3 separate regions of the Sus scrofa genome follow, and all the other regions are linked to region 1. Evidence: chromatin contacts called from public HiChIP or PLAC-seq data. All regions are on one chromosome and are shown on one strand. The core of a region is the stretch at or near the end of the contact, and the rest is flanking DNA. Distances in the headings are between cores, read along the strand shown.

Evidence for each region. HiChIP or PLAC-seq counts read pairs in DNA pulled down with a chosen protein or histone mark.
Region 2: a contact with region 1 is called in an H3K27ac HiChIP or PLAC-seq map of alveolar macrophages. The contact joins the promoter of TRIO here to the promoter of OTULIN in region 1. A contact is called at or near these places in 2 of 2 datasets of contacts at active chromatin or transcription factors (alveolar macrophages and skeletal muscle).
Region 3: an H3K27ac HiChIP or PLAC-seq map of alveolar macrophages shows a contact between it and region 1. The contact joins the enhancer-like site here to the promoter of OTULIN in region 1. A contact is called at or near these places in 2 of 2 datasets of contacts at active chromatin or transcription factors (alveolar macrophages and skeletal muscle).

Annotation. Positions count from the first base shown.
Region 1 is chr16:4,061,209-4,065,218 of Sscrofa11.1, reverse strand. It overlaps OTULIN (ubiquitin thioesterase otulin), which reads right to left and starts at 2,182. Exons shown (of 7, transcript XM_003133841.4): 1 at 1,863-2,182. The coding sequence starts at 2,014. It overlaps LOC110257250 (a long non-coding RNA gene), which reads left to right and starts at 2,263. Exons shown (of 7, transcript XR_002339614.1): 1 at 2,263-2,748.
Region 2 is chr16:3,688,583-3,692,592 of Sscrofa11.1, reverse strand. TRIO (triple functional domain protein) reads right to left here and starts at 1,753. Exons shown (of 56, transcript XM_021077142.1): 1 at 1-1,753. The coding sequence starts at 22.
Region 3 is chr16:3,758,523-3,762,532 of Sscrofa11.1, reverse strand. All of the region lies in intron 9 of TRIO (triple functional domain protein), which reads right to left. Among named protein-coding and RNA genes, the nearest start is that of TRIO, 70 kb to the right of the region's middle. Within about 2 kb of position 1,957, at least 11 of the 83 cell types and tissues checked have an H3K27ac peak or open chromatin away from gene starts, as enhancers often do. A contact at or near this core is called in alveolar macrophages, where this site is marked.

The sequences.
Region 1 (4,010 bases), core at 933-3,432:
CATGACCCATTTCCCCAGGTGCTCAGACTCTGGGAACCACATCCAAGCAGAAAAACTTGTCAAATAACTCTAATAATATTTTGGGTACCTTGGTTCTGACTTCAAAATTTTTGCATTTCCCAGGGGGCATAAAAAGACTGAGGAGGAGGAGCAGCATCTGAGGGCCAGGGCCTCTAAGTGGGGACACAGCTCAGACCACTGGGGCATGAGAGGTAGCAGCAGCCAGCCTGGCAGCAGCAGTCAGAAACCAGCATAGGCTGGGAAGGGGCAGAGGCAAAAGACCACCTCCCAACCCCCGCTTTACCAGCTATAGAGCCCAAGGCAGGGCTCAAACCCTGGGAGCAAAACTGCAGCCACAAGTCATATCAGCTCACAAGTGGGCCTGCACAGTGGTTTCAATTTAAAAAAAAAAAAAAAAAGGAGTTCCAGCTGTGGCTCAGCCAGTTAAGAAAAGTGCCCCAACATCGTGTCTGTGAGGATGCAGGTTTGATCCCTGGCCTCGCTCAGTGGGTTCAGCATCCAGGGCTGCCACAAGCTGCAGTATAAGCTGCAGATGCTGTTCAGATCTGGTGTTGATGTGGCATAGGCCTCAGCTGCAGCTGCAATTAGACACCTAGCCTGGGACCTTCCATATGCCACAGGTGTGGCCATAAGAAGAAAAGAATAAGATAAAATGCTATTTAAAAATCAGGACATTTCCAATAAAAGTTAGAATATCTGGATTCTTCAAACATAGGATATCTGGCAATTATAAGCTGGAACTTAGCCGACCTTGGCCCCAACAAACCCAGCTCCCCAGGAATCCATGTTCTACACCTGGCCAGCTTCACTCACTCACTCAGGTTATCTGCTTAGCTCCTGTGAGCAGGAATTTAAGACCTCCTGCTCTAAATCTTTCTCAGTGGGTTGTTTACCCACTTAGTGCACATATTATTATCCCAAGGGGTGTGGGTATTCAAGAAATGAGAATGCCAAACCCCACAGTAAAGAACCAGGCAAGCAAGAATTATTTTAATACATTATCTGCAATAACAGCCCCCCACCCCTTTTTAGGAAATGGCACACTTTTAGGGCACTTTTTGGCCAATTAAGGTATCTGTCAAACTGCTTATTTGAGAGCTTCCGTCATTTTTGGAATTCCAAAGGCATTTATATGTGACCAGAACTTGAAAGTGCAGTAAAGTTTCGGTCTTCTACTTTAAATTTTGCTTCCAACCCCCGCCCCCAACCCCCAGATCTTTGCAGAAACTCTAAACTCCTTTGATTTACACTGCCTTCTTTACGGTTCAATAAATAATTGATCTAACCAGCACTGCCTTTGGTATTTAAAAATATAGGGGGTTGGAGACACCTAGTTAAGCAGCTAACAGGCAAAACAATTGGGTCAGCCTCCGTCCAAAGTCTGTCCAACAGGTGGGACGCTCATCAAGCCGCGACTTGCCTTCCAAGAACAAACATGTCGCCTGGCTCAGCTTCCCCGTGGCTGTGACAGGGACAACCTTACTTCCTTCCCGCACCAGGCTGGAGAAGAGATCTCATGGAAGGGAGCTGTAATATGCTTCTGAAGTTTGTTCCCCAAGACTCTGGAGCGTTCTTTAGCTTTAAAAGCTATAGAGGGATCAAAAAAGGGGATGGAGGCACCGGATAACCTGGATTTTAAGAAGCGCCCTCCGGAAAAACTTTTGTACTCAGACACGATACAAGGGGCTTCAAATTCCTCGTCGCCCATGACCTTACTTAGAAAACAAGGTGCGAAGAAGCCTCCCCCTGGCTACTCTCCCGCCCACCCACAGCCTCCCCTACGGGACGGAGCCCGGCGCCCCCGCCCGTCCAGCCGGCCCCAGCCCGCGCCCCTCACTCACTGCTCGGCTGCGCACCGCATCGCGGCCCGCGGCGGCCCGCCGGCTGCCGCCTTCCCGCCCTCCGGTGCCGCGGCCCCCGCCTCCCACGCCGGCTTCTCGGCACAGCTCGCGCCCGGCCACGCTCCGGGCTGAGGCATGGTCCCCCGACGCATGGGGCCGCCGGCGGCGCCGCGGGGGTTCAGCCGCTCTCGAGCGACCCGGGGCCCCACCCTTCGGGGCGCCCGGCCGTGGCCGCTGCCGCCCTGCTGCCCGCGGGCTCGGGTGGGTGCACCGGCCGCTTCCGCGCGCGTCACCACCTCCCGCCCCGTGGCCTCTAACCCGCGGCGAGGGGGCGCGGCCAGAGGCGGCGGGGAGCCCGGCGACGAGGCGCCTGCGCATGCGCTTGCGCCCGCCTAGCGGCCTGCGGCCAGGACCGCCCACGCGAGGCTTTTTCTGCGCTTGCTCCGCCTCCGCACGCCGCTGGCCGCCCGGGCTTCTCGGCGCGCGTTCGTCGCGCTGACAGTCCCGTCCGCTGCTTGTCCTCGAGTCCTGGGGTGTGAGGAAGCGAAAAGGGACTGGACGAGCGGTGGGCTACCTCTTCGGTGAGGAAGAAGTCCGGCCTGGGGTGCGAAGGGCGCTGACGTTTGGGGGCACCTTACAGTGTCGCTCTGGGCTTCCGAGTTTCTCCCTCCGCTGGCTGGCTTCCTCAGCTAAAGAGCAAGGGATGTGCCCGGGTGGGTGATATGCAACTTGCTAGGCCTCCCTCCGTGGCTGTCCCGTCACCACCCGCCCCGAGCTCAGAGACCGGAGGCTTCTGGTGTGGGGTCGGGCTTGTCGCCCCAGGGCAGGGAGTTACAGCCCCTTCCTTCCGTGAGGGTGAGAAGGGCGACATGGTTCGACACAGCAGGTGAGCCAGCACAGCACAGTGTGTATTCTTGGACCACGTTCTTTAAAATAAAATTTGAAATTTGATTTAGGAAGGAGCAACAGCAAAGGAAAAATACTAGCAGACTTCAGACATCAGAAGACAAAATGTTTCAGCTTTAGGGAGGAAATAGAGTAGCCGCTAAAGATGGGCAGCAGTCGAAAGTGCTAGAAGTGTTACTAAAGCAAAGAGCTCAGGACCAAATAATGGGGAAGGGATTGGTATGGGCAATCCAGAAACCTACAAGTAGCTCTGGGGCAAAACTGGTTCAAAACAGGGTATTTTATTGAAAGATGAAACTGGGAGAAGGGTGCTGGAGACCAGATCTCAAAAAGTCACCTGCAGTTAATTAAAGACCTTGATCTTCCTTGAAAGATCACTACAGTTAGAGAAAAGATTGGGAAAGAGCAAGACGGACCAGTGTTAGGGAGACTAAGTGCTAATGGGCATCAAAGGGAGAAACTGGATGTAAAGAATCCTTGCATTTTAAGGCAAAGAACTATGGTGGGTTTTACCCTTTCATTTTGAGAGTGATAAATACACATGCTTTAAAAATGCATAGCATACAAAAGACTATGCAGTTAAATTTTGTATTGATAGTAAGGGTGTGGGATTATAGCGGATGACTAGTGTACCCTAAAATTCATTCCAACTGGAAACTCACTGTGACCTTATTTGGAAATAGGTTCTTTGAGGATGCAATCAGTTAAAATTAGGTCAGATTGGATTAGATTGGGTGAAAATCAATGTCTGGTATCTTTATATAAGAGAAAATGCCGAGATACATAGAAACAGGAGTGAGGACATGGGAAGATGAAGGCAGAGGTTAGGGTGATGTTGCTAGAAGCCAAGAAATGGCAGGAGCTGCTAGAAGCTAGGAAAAGTCAAAGATCATTCCAAAGGGGCTTTGGAAGGCGCATGGCCCTGCTGACAACTTGATTTCAGATACCTAGTCTCAAGAACCATGAGAGAATAAATTCCTGTTGTTTTAAGCCACTCAGTTTGTGTTATTTTGCAGTAACAGAGCAGGGAAACTAACAGAGATAAAAGTGAAGGATCATACAGCAGAAATTGACATAGCAATGTAAATAAACTATAATAAAAAAAATTTTTAAGTGAAAAATTGTAAAATATTATCAGGGCAAATTTATTGATAAGGGCTACTAAGCAGATACACTTTACTTCAAAGAGCTAGAAAAAGCTTAATAGTTTGGTTGCTAAGTATTTTTCTTCCTATTGTGCCT
Region 2 (4,010 bases), core at 504-3,003, 370 kb after region 1:
GCAAAACATCCATAGCTTTCATTTCATCATTTTTTCGAAACCCTGAAATACATAAGGAGAAAATAAGATTACCAAGTTGCTTGAGTGTCCTTTAATTTCTGAACCATCCTAGCTCAAATCTCACCACAGCTGCTTTCTTCACACCCATTAAATCAACTGGAGAAATATCATTATTTGAAATCATTTGAATTCTTTGAAGGAAAGTCTCTGATCACAAGACCACTTCTATTGTAATGCTCAAGAATGAGCTACAGACCCAGACCCAGAGTCTCCCGTACCCAGCAGGCTCTCGGTCATTTCTATATTTGGTCCCCAAAAAACAGGATATGAAATCAGTCCAGGCAGTTTCCAAAATATTCATTTTAATTTCATAGATTAACATAAACACTGGCAAATAAAGCAGTAATATTGTTTATAAAAAAACCCATTCATGGCACACCTGAACCTCTAGGGGGAGCTCAAAGCCTCCTCCTAATAGACTTTCCAATCCAGTTAAAAATAAACATTGTCAGGGAGGAGAGCAGGGATTATAAATAGCTGGGGACTGGCCACTGCTCCCTCCTGGCTCTGTCCTTCCAGGTTTTCTGGGTCATGCCCCCCTGGAGGAATGTCACTGGTTAATGTGGTCAGATGGCCTGGTGTCACCCGCTTCACAGGATGGCCAAGGTCCCTCCTTCTCACATCAGGCCAATTCTCCCCAAGCCCCAGCATCGTAGAAGGCCAAGTGGAAATACTGTGGCAAGGAGGCACGCAGCAGGCAATTTAGGCCAAGCCAATATCCATCTAAACAAAAGGAATTCTGGCAGCCCAAATACGGCTGGCCCAGCACTTCAGGGCAAATGCCCACGTGGGAGGTTGGGGTCAGACACGTTCATCCTCAGCATTTTTCTCTGGGACAGCTCCACCAGAGGTAATCTAGGTTTGGGAGGCCAGCCATCCTCATCAAAACCAGTGACTATCATTAATGGCAGAGCCATCTCTAGAAAGAACTAAAGACTGCTGCCCCATCTCTATTTTCCTGTCTGTTTTTGCCAAAACAGTACAAGGAAGTCTTTATTGAAAATACTTGTGAACTTGTATTGTAAGCCTGGGAACAACTGAAGCAAGAGACAGACCCAGAATTAAAAGCAAGAAAAGAGCTCTCAGTAAATGACGGAGCTTCCACTAAGGTGTCCCTGAGCAGTTCCTGTGGACCAGCCCTGCCGCAGGTTTAGCTTATAAAACCCACTGTCTAAGGAGGGCACAGGAGGGTGACCAAATGCACACACCAGGAAAGAGGAAATGACTTTAAAGTTCAGCCTGAGGGTGGGGTCCGGCCTAAGCCACCTGGGGCTACTAAAAGCAAGTCAGGACAGGGCAACCTCGGCCGCAAGAGGAGGAGAACCAAGAGGAGAAACTGTGGAGAGAAGGGGAGCCCCAGATTCTGTATATAAACTTGGCCCAAACCTCTGGCTGCCCACCGAGCCAGCACGTTGGGGGCAGGTTCCAAGCAGCTCCTGCTCCACATGAAGGGTAAGGACCTAAGTCCAGACTGGAATGGCACCCACTGCAGAGCCCAGCAGGCAGAAACAAGCCCACAGACTGCAACAAAACCAGCACCTTTTGGAGGAATCTGACAGAATCTGGTCGCTACAACATATTACTGAACAAAACAAAGAATGGGTAGATCAGTAACCATCCTTTCCATGGACGACTTAACACAGGAATGAAGGGCTCTGTGTTAAGGATGCAACCATGACACTGACAATCATCAGAGACTTTGTGCAAAGATGGCAGCAAACACATCTGGACGCTGACCCTGAGGTCCAGGTCCAGGGCCTTGGCAGCACTACCCAGCCGGCTGTGAAAGGGCTCGGCAACCCAGGCCTCCAGATCGCCAGGCCGGTTTGCTTTCCAATACACCATGCTTTGTGCTGGCAGCACCCCAAGCTCTTAAAACAGTGGCTATTTATAAAAGGCAGAACAAGAGCCAAGGTTCTGCAATTTCATCCTTAAGGTTCCTTCAAAACTCTTGAATGGACACAATGTAGTCTCAGCAATTCATCACAGGTCATTGGGTAATCCACTCCATGTGTCTGCAAAGACTGATTACACCTCAACTCCAACCGAGGTGGAGAGAGATGGCAGTGGGGTAAATGCAAAGAACAGTTAGGGGAGCTCCTGTTGTGGCTCAACCAGTTAAGAACTAGACAAGTATCCACGAGGATGAGGGTTTGATCCTTGGCCTTGCCCGGTAAGTTAAGAATCTGACGTTGCTGTGAGCTGCAGTGTAGGTTGCTGATACAGCTCGGATCCAGTGTTGTTGAGGTGTAGGCCTCAGCTGTAGCTCTGATTTGACACCTAGCCCAGAAACTTCCATATGTTGCAGGTGTGGCCATTAAAAAAAAAAAAAAAAAAAAAAAAAAAAAAGGAATTAGGCACCAGGGCAGCCCTCACAGAGACAAGCTCATAAATACCTAGAGAAAAATGTACAGTATGAAAGACTCTGTAAGCAGCACAAAGTACTACAGGACCCAGGCAATGGAGAAAGCAGATCAAATGACAGAAATACTGGGAAGGAGGAAGCTGTAGCTGTGATCCCAATCTACAGGTATTTGAAAATATCAGATAAGAAAATGCATGCTTCCTACTGGTCCCTCGTAGCCTATGCCCCAAGATGCCCTGGTCAGAACACAGCAGAACCCTGGGACTCTGCCAACTCGGAACTCCACCTATTTATTAACACCCCTGATGGAGTGAAGGATGCTAGTTAGAGAGGCTATGTCACAGGCTATCCCACAGGAAGAATATCCTACCGATGTGAGAACAAAGTCAAGAACACAAAACTTGACAATGAAAACCTCCATCTCCCACATTCCACTGTTAGCTACAGACTCACTCCCATGTATCCTTAGTTTCTTTAAAATGTAGTTGCTTTTGCCTGTCGGTCCCTGAATTGCCCTCTGAAATTGAGACTCACAGTTTTCTAGAGGAAGAAAGGCACATGACTCAATGGCTACATTGGTGTTGAAATGCATTAAATTCTATTGTGATATATGTACGTGCCTGAACATAGACTGGAATATAAATTCCAAATGCTTTTACCACATATTTTTGCTAAATATGTCACAAAAAAGAGATTTTTGTTTTGTTTTGGCCTAGAACACAGCATGCACAAGTTCCTGCGCCAAGGATGGAACCTGAGCCACAGCAGTGACAACACTGAGTCCCTTAACCACTAGGCTGCCAGGGAACTCCCTAGAGAAATTAATTTTATTAAAATTGAAGATGAAAACTTCTAAAACAGAAAATAAAATTTAAAAAAAAGCAGAAATAAAACTAACCACACAAAGAAATAGTTTGTGGCTATTATTAGGCTGGTCACCTAAGTATTATTTTCAATCTTTTTTCCATTTTTAAAAACACACCCAACAGGGCAAAGACTGAGGAAGCCTGTACATTTACTAAAGCTAGATTAAATATATCACATAACTTTCAATAAAAAGCAGGAAGAACTCAGCTATGAAATGTCCTCAGATCAAAAGGCAGATCTTGTTCCATGCCCTGAAGAGCTATTTATGAAAACAGAGTGCATGACTACAAAAAAATTACAAATAAATGCTCCTGTGCTATTCCGGTGACTCTAGATTACACTGTAGATAGGACAACTCCCACTGTGCTCTTTCCTCACACATTAAAGGATCGAGCTGTGGTCCTGAAACTTCTGGAACAAAAGGGCACACTGGGCGACTACCCAAGAAGTACACACCTGCCCCCACCCACCCAACCATGCTCATGGAGAGGGAAAGGACTGGCAGATGCCACCTTGGAGACACCTGTGAGATCCTAGACCACGTCTGTGCCACAGATCAGGAGTCAGCAGCACTTTTACTTCCCAGTGTCATCAAGCTTAATAGATGGCACAGAGAGAATTTCAGTAAAATAAGGAGAAAAGGGGCAGAAAGAGAGGAGCAGCATGAAAGGTGATAACTAACAGAGGTAAACGGCCAAAGTCAGAGGACATTTAGCTG
Region 3 (4,010 bases), core at 708-3,207, 300 kb after region 1:
TCTCACGTCTGGGGCCTGAGCCTAAGCCCTGTCCTGCTGCCGCCTCGGGGACCGCAGCCTCAGGCTGCAGCCAATTACCCCTCCTTGTGGATGAATGAGGGAGGAGCTTAAACTACCGATGAGAATCACAACAGCGCAGCAGTGAGAGCGGAAGAGTGAAGATGCCATCAACAACAGGAACAAAAATAACAATGACCAGGAGTTTCTGTCGTGGCACAGCAGAAACGAATCTGACTAGGAACCATGAGGTTGCGGGTTCGAACCCTGGCCTTGCTCAGTGGGTTAAGAATCCCGTTTTGCTGTGAGCTGTGGTGTAGGTTGCAGATGTTGCTATGGCTCTGGCGTAGGCTGGTGGCAACAGCTCCGATTAGACCCCTAGCCTGGGAACCTTCACATGCCACAGGTGCGGCCCTAAAAAGACAAAAAAAAAAAAAACAAAACACCCACAAACAAACAAAAAAAAACCAATGACCAGAAGGTGTCAGAGCCCAGGGGGCCTAAGGGGGCACCACGACTAAATGCCACATGATCCTGGATGGGACTCTGGAACAGGGAGAAACTAAGGAGACCTCCACAAAGTATGGGCTTCAGTTAGTCAGTATTAGGTCATTAATCCTAACAATACAGGTTCAAAATTACATTCACATAATACTATGTAATATTGATATCAGATCAATATTAGTTCATTAGTATCACAAGCTATCCTATTAATGAAGGATGTTACTAATAGGGGAAACTGGGCACAGGTATGAAACCCCGCTATCATCTTCACCATTCTTCTGTAAATCCAAAATTTGTCTAAAAACTTCTTAAAAATATATGTGTATATATGCACACACAGATTTTTTAAAAACAGCCCCCAGCTAGGGACCGGTTTCTGAGCATGTTCCCCGGAGGCTGTCCCCAAGTCCTCCCCTCCTAGAGTGGGGCCCAGAGACAGCCCTCGTGGCTGTGGCTTGGGGCCGCTGTCAGCATCCACGTTCCTGCCATACAGGTTCTGCACACATGTGCCCACTAAGGCTCTCTATTCAGCAGAGGCTGCACTGGAAGTGACACGTCTGGGACAGTGGCTCTAGGGAACACAGGCTTCCCTCCCCCAGAGCTATGCCCAGCAGCTCCGAGCAGAGCATCATGGGACCTCAGTGTGGGTGGAGCAGGCAGAGTACCAGGCTTTAGGCTGCACACATACATTTTTAAGAGCAGAATCCGGTTTTCTCAACAACTGTCACTACAGCCATGAAGTTGCTTACTTCTCGTCTTTGGTAAGTGGATCTGCAGGTGACAGTGCCTCCCAACAGCTAAGCATTACACTTCTGAAAGCTTTCTACCTCTTTGCCAGCAGGTAAAGACACTAAGTCAATGTCCCAAAGTAAGAATTGCATTTCTGAATTTCGTGAGACACTGACAGCATTTGCTTTGTCTCACTTCTCATTTTATGCTCGAGGACAACAAGCCAGTACGAAGGGCCTGGTGGCTTCCCCTGGGCACAGCAGTAGGAGCTGGGGGAGTCAGGGTCAGTGGGGCCTCTCTGAAACCCAAGGCCAAAGCCTCCCCATGCGCAGAACCTGCCCTGGCTCCTTTTGCCAGGGACAAAATTGATTTCGTGTGTTCATAAGCAGACTGATGAGGGAGGACCTGTTCTGTGCCCACAGCGGCCCTGTGACTAGGACACCGGGACACAGAGGGGAAGGAACCCGCCCACCAGTCAGGAGAGCCTTAGCCACGGGTCCTCTCAGAAGGGCAAACTGAGTCACAGACTCTGAGACTTCAAGTGGGGAGGGGGTGTTTGGTAAAGGAGTTACAGGAGACCACCAGCCCCTCTCCCTCCCGAGGGTTCTCCCCTGCACAGGGCTCCTGGCCTGTGCAGTGAGGTACTGATCTCTGCAGGGATGATGACGGAGACACTCCAGGGTAGGCCAGGGCGGGAGCCCAAAGAGTTTCCTCTTTTTCTTGAGAAGTAAATTAAAACTTCATAATCGCTAGGACTCAAAAACCACGAGAGCCTCTCAGAAGAGGATCAGACCTTCCTCTCCTACAATCCACAGCAGCTACAGCCTGGGTCTTACCCAAGACAGTCAGAGGCTGTATTCAGAACCTGGTTAAAAAAAAGACAGGGTTTCCTGATCTCAGAAAAGACAAGAAAGGAGGAGAACCCACGTCAGGCCTGAATTTTGAGCACACTGCAAGAGCCCACGTGCTGTGCTCAGGGCATCCTCCTCGCAAAAGATAAATGAGTTCAGGAGCGATGCCAGGGGTTAGAGAACCAGCCTGCTTAGCTTTTGAAAATCTAGAATGAGCGTGTAAGGTCTGCTTTCCTGAAAACCACACTTTTTTGTACTGGAAGACAAGATAATTACATGGCACGTATGAAAAGTTGCTGACAGAAATGGCTTCCTGGAGAACAACTTTGTGACAGGTTATGTCTCTAGAAAATGATCTGAATCCCAAAGGACCAGCTGACAGGAGAGCAGGCCCCCCTGGGAGGATGCTACGTCAGAGGAGTACTGCTCACATGAAAGAAATCTGTGCTCTCGAAACCAGCGTCTTCTTTGAACCAGAGTTTTCTTGGTTTTACTGGCTGCTGTATTCGGTGCTTTCTAAATCTACAAAGGAACATTAACTTGGATGACTACTTAGAAGGTAAAAGAGGAGACAACTGTCAAAGACCATCTTTCTTCCCCACAATCATTTGCAAAAAGTTTCATGTGCAAAGCATTTTTAACTTCTTTTTTAAAACTCCTGCATGAACATCCAATGTGGCAGCAACTGTCATGTCCCAGAAACTCACTAGCAAAGATTCATTCAATAGGATTCATCTACTCACAATCAGTGTACAACATAAAGAAGGAACGGATCTTCAGAGTAGCCTCAAGGATGTTCTTGGCTCTGCCAAACCGTGTGCAAAAATGGTCCAGTGCTTCCTAATGTGGCTGCAGCAGGGTCTGAAACAGCCCAAGACACCCCCTCCCCCGCAGTGAAGTCGGGGGGGCTGCAGAAGTCGCATTAGCTCCACGACATGCCGCCACCAAGTAAACACGAGGCTCTTTTCCGGTTCCTCCTTCTCAGAACACTACAACTGTTACAGAATAACCTATACTTAGTATGTTTTAAATGAATTCAACCGTCCGACTTTCACCACTTCCTTTTTGAATCTCTGTTAATTACTTCATCCTGCCACTTTTGAAGAAGTTGACTTTAAGAAAAATTCATTACATCAATTCAAAATCTCAAAACTGGACACAATTTAGAATTCATTTTACAAAGGATCCTTTAAAATACAACCCCAAGACACACACTAAACCACCTTCAACTTCACTGTGAAAAGGAAATCTTTTCTCCCTAGACCCAAAATCTGTTTGACCTTTGTATGTTTCAGAAAATGAGATAAGCCTCTTTCTTAAGTACTAAAGACGCCTCCGTTCCCATTTTTCAGTGCCTCCAAAGGCCATTCTGTCCAAAAAAATACATAAAGCTAAAATATGACCTTTGCTCTTCCTCCGCCCTAAGACTTGTATTTACTTTGGGCGGAAAGCAGTCAGAGACAGGAGGGTGGAGAAGGAAAGCTGTGGAAAGCATTCACTCCACACCCCCTGCACTTCAGCAGACCGATGTCATCTTCTTCTCTGGGAAGAGCTTGAGAGCTTTCCACAAATGAAGCTATGAACACAAAGTGTAATTTGGCTCGATAGCCAGGCCGCTGTTTGTCTAGATCACATCTATTGCAAGTGGTCTTAGCAAAGCCTAGTGCCTTCCAGAGCCACCTCACAGCCTGGAGCGCTCTATTAAATAGGGTGGGGAGCTACCAATAAGAGTCCATGCTCTCTCTTCAGGTCCTATGGGCCCCTTCCGACCCAACTGTGTTTAACTGTCCCTATTCCGTAGGGCAGTCCCTCTGTGACCGCCTGGGGGACTCTGCAACGGAGGGAACTCAGAACTGGCCAGAAGTGGTCCAGTGATGCTCACATCCCCCTGCCCATGGCTGCATGCCTGGATTCCAGAGCTCCGTCTCC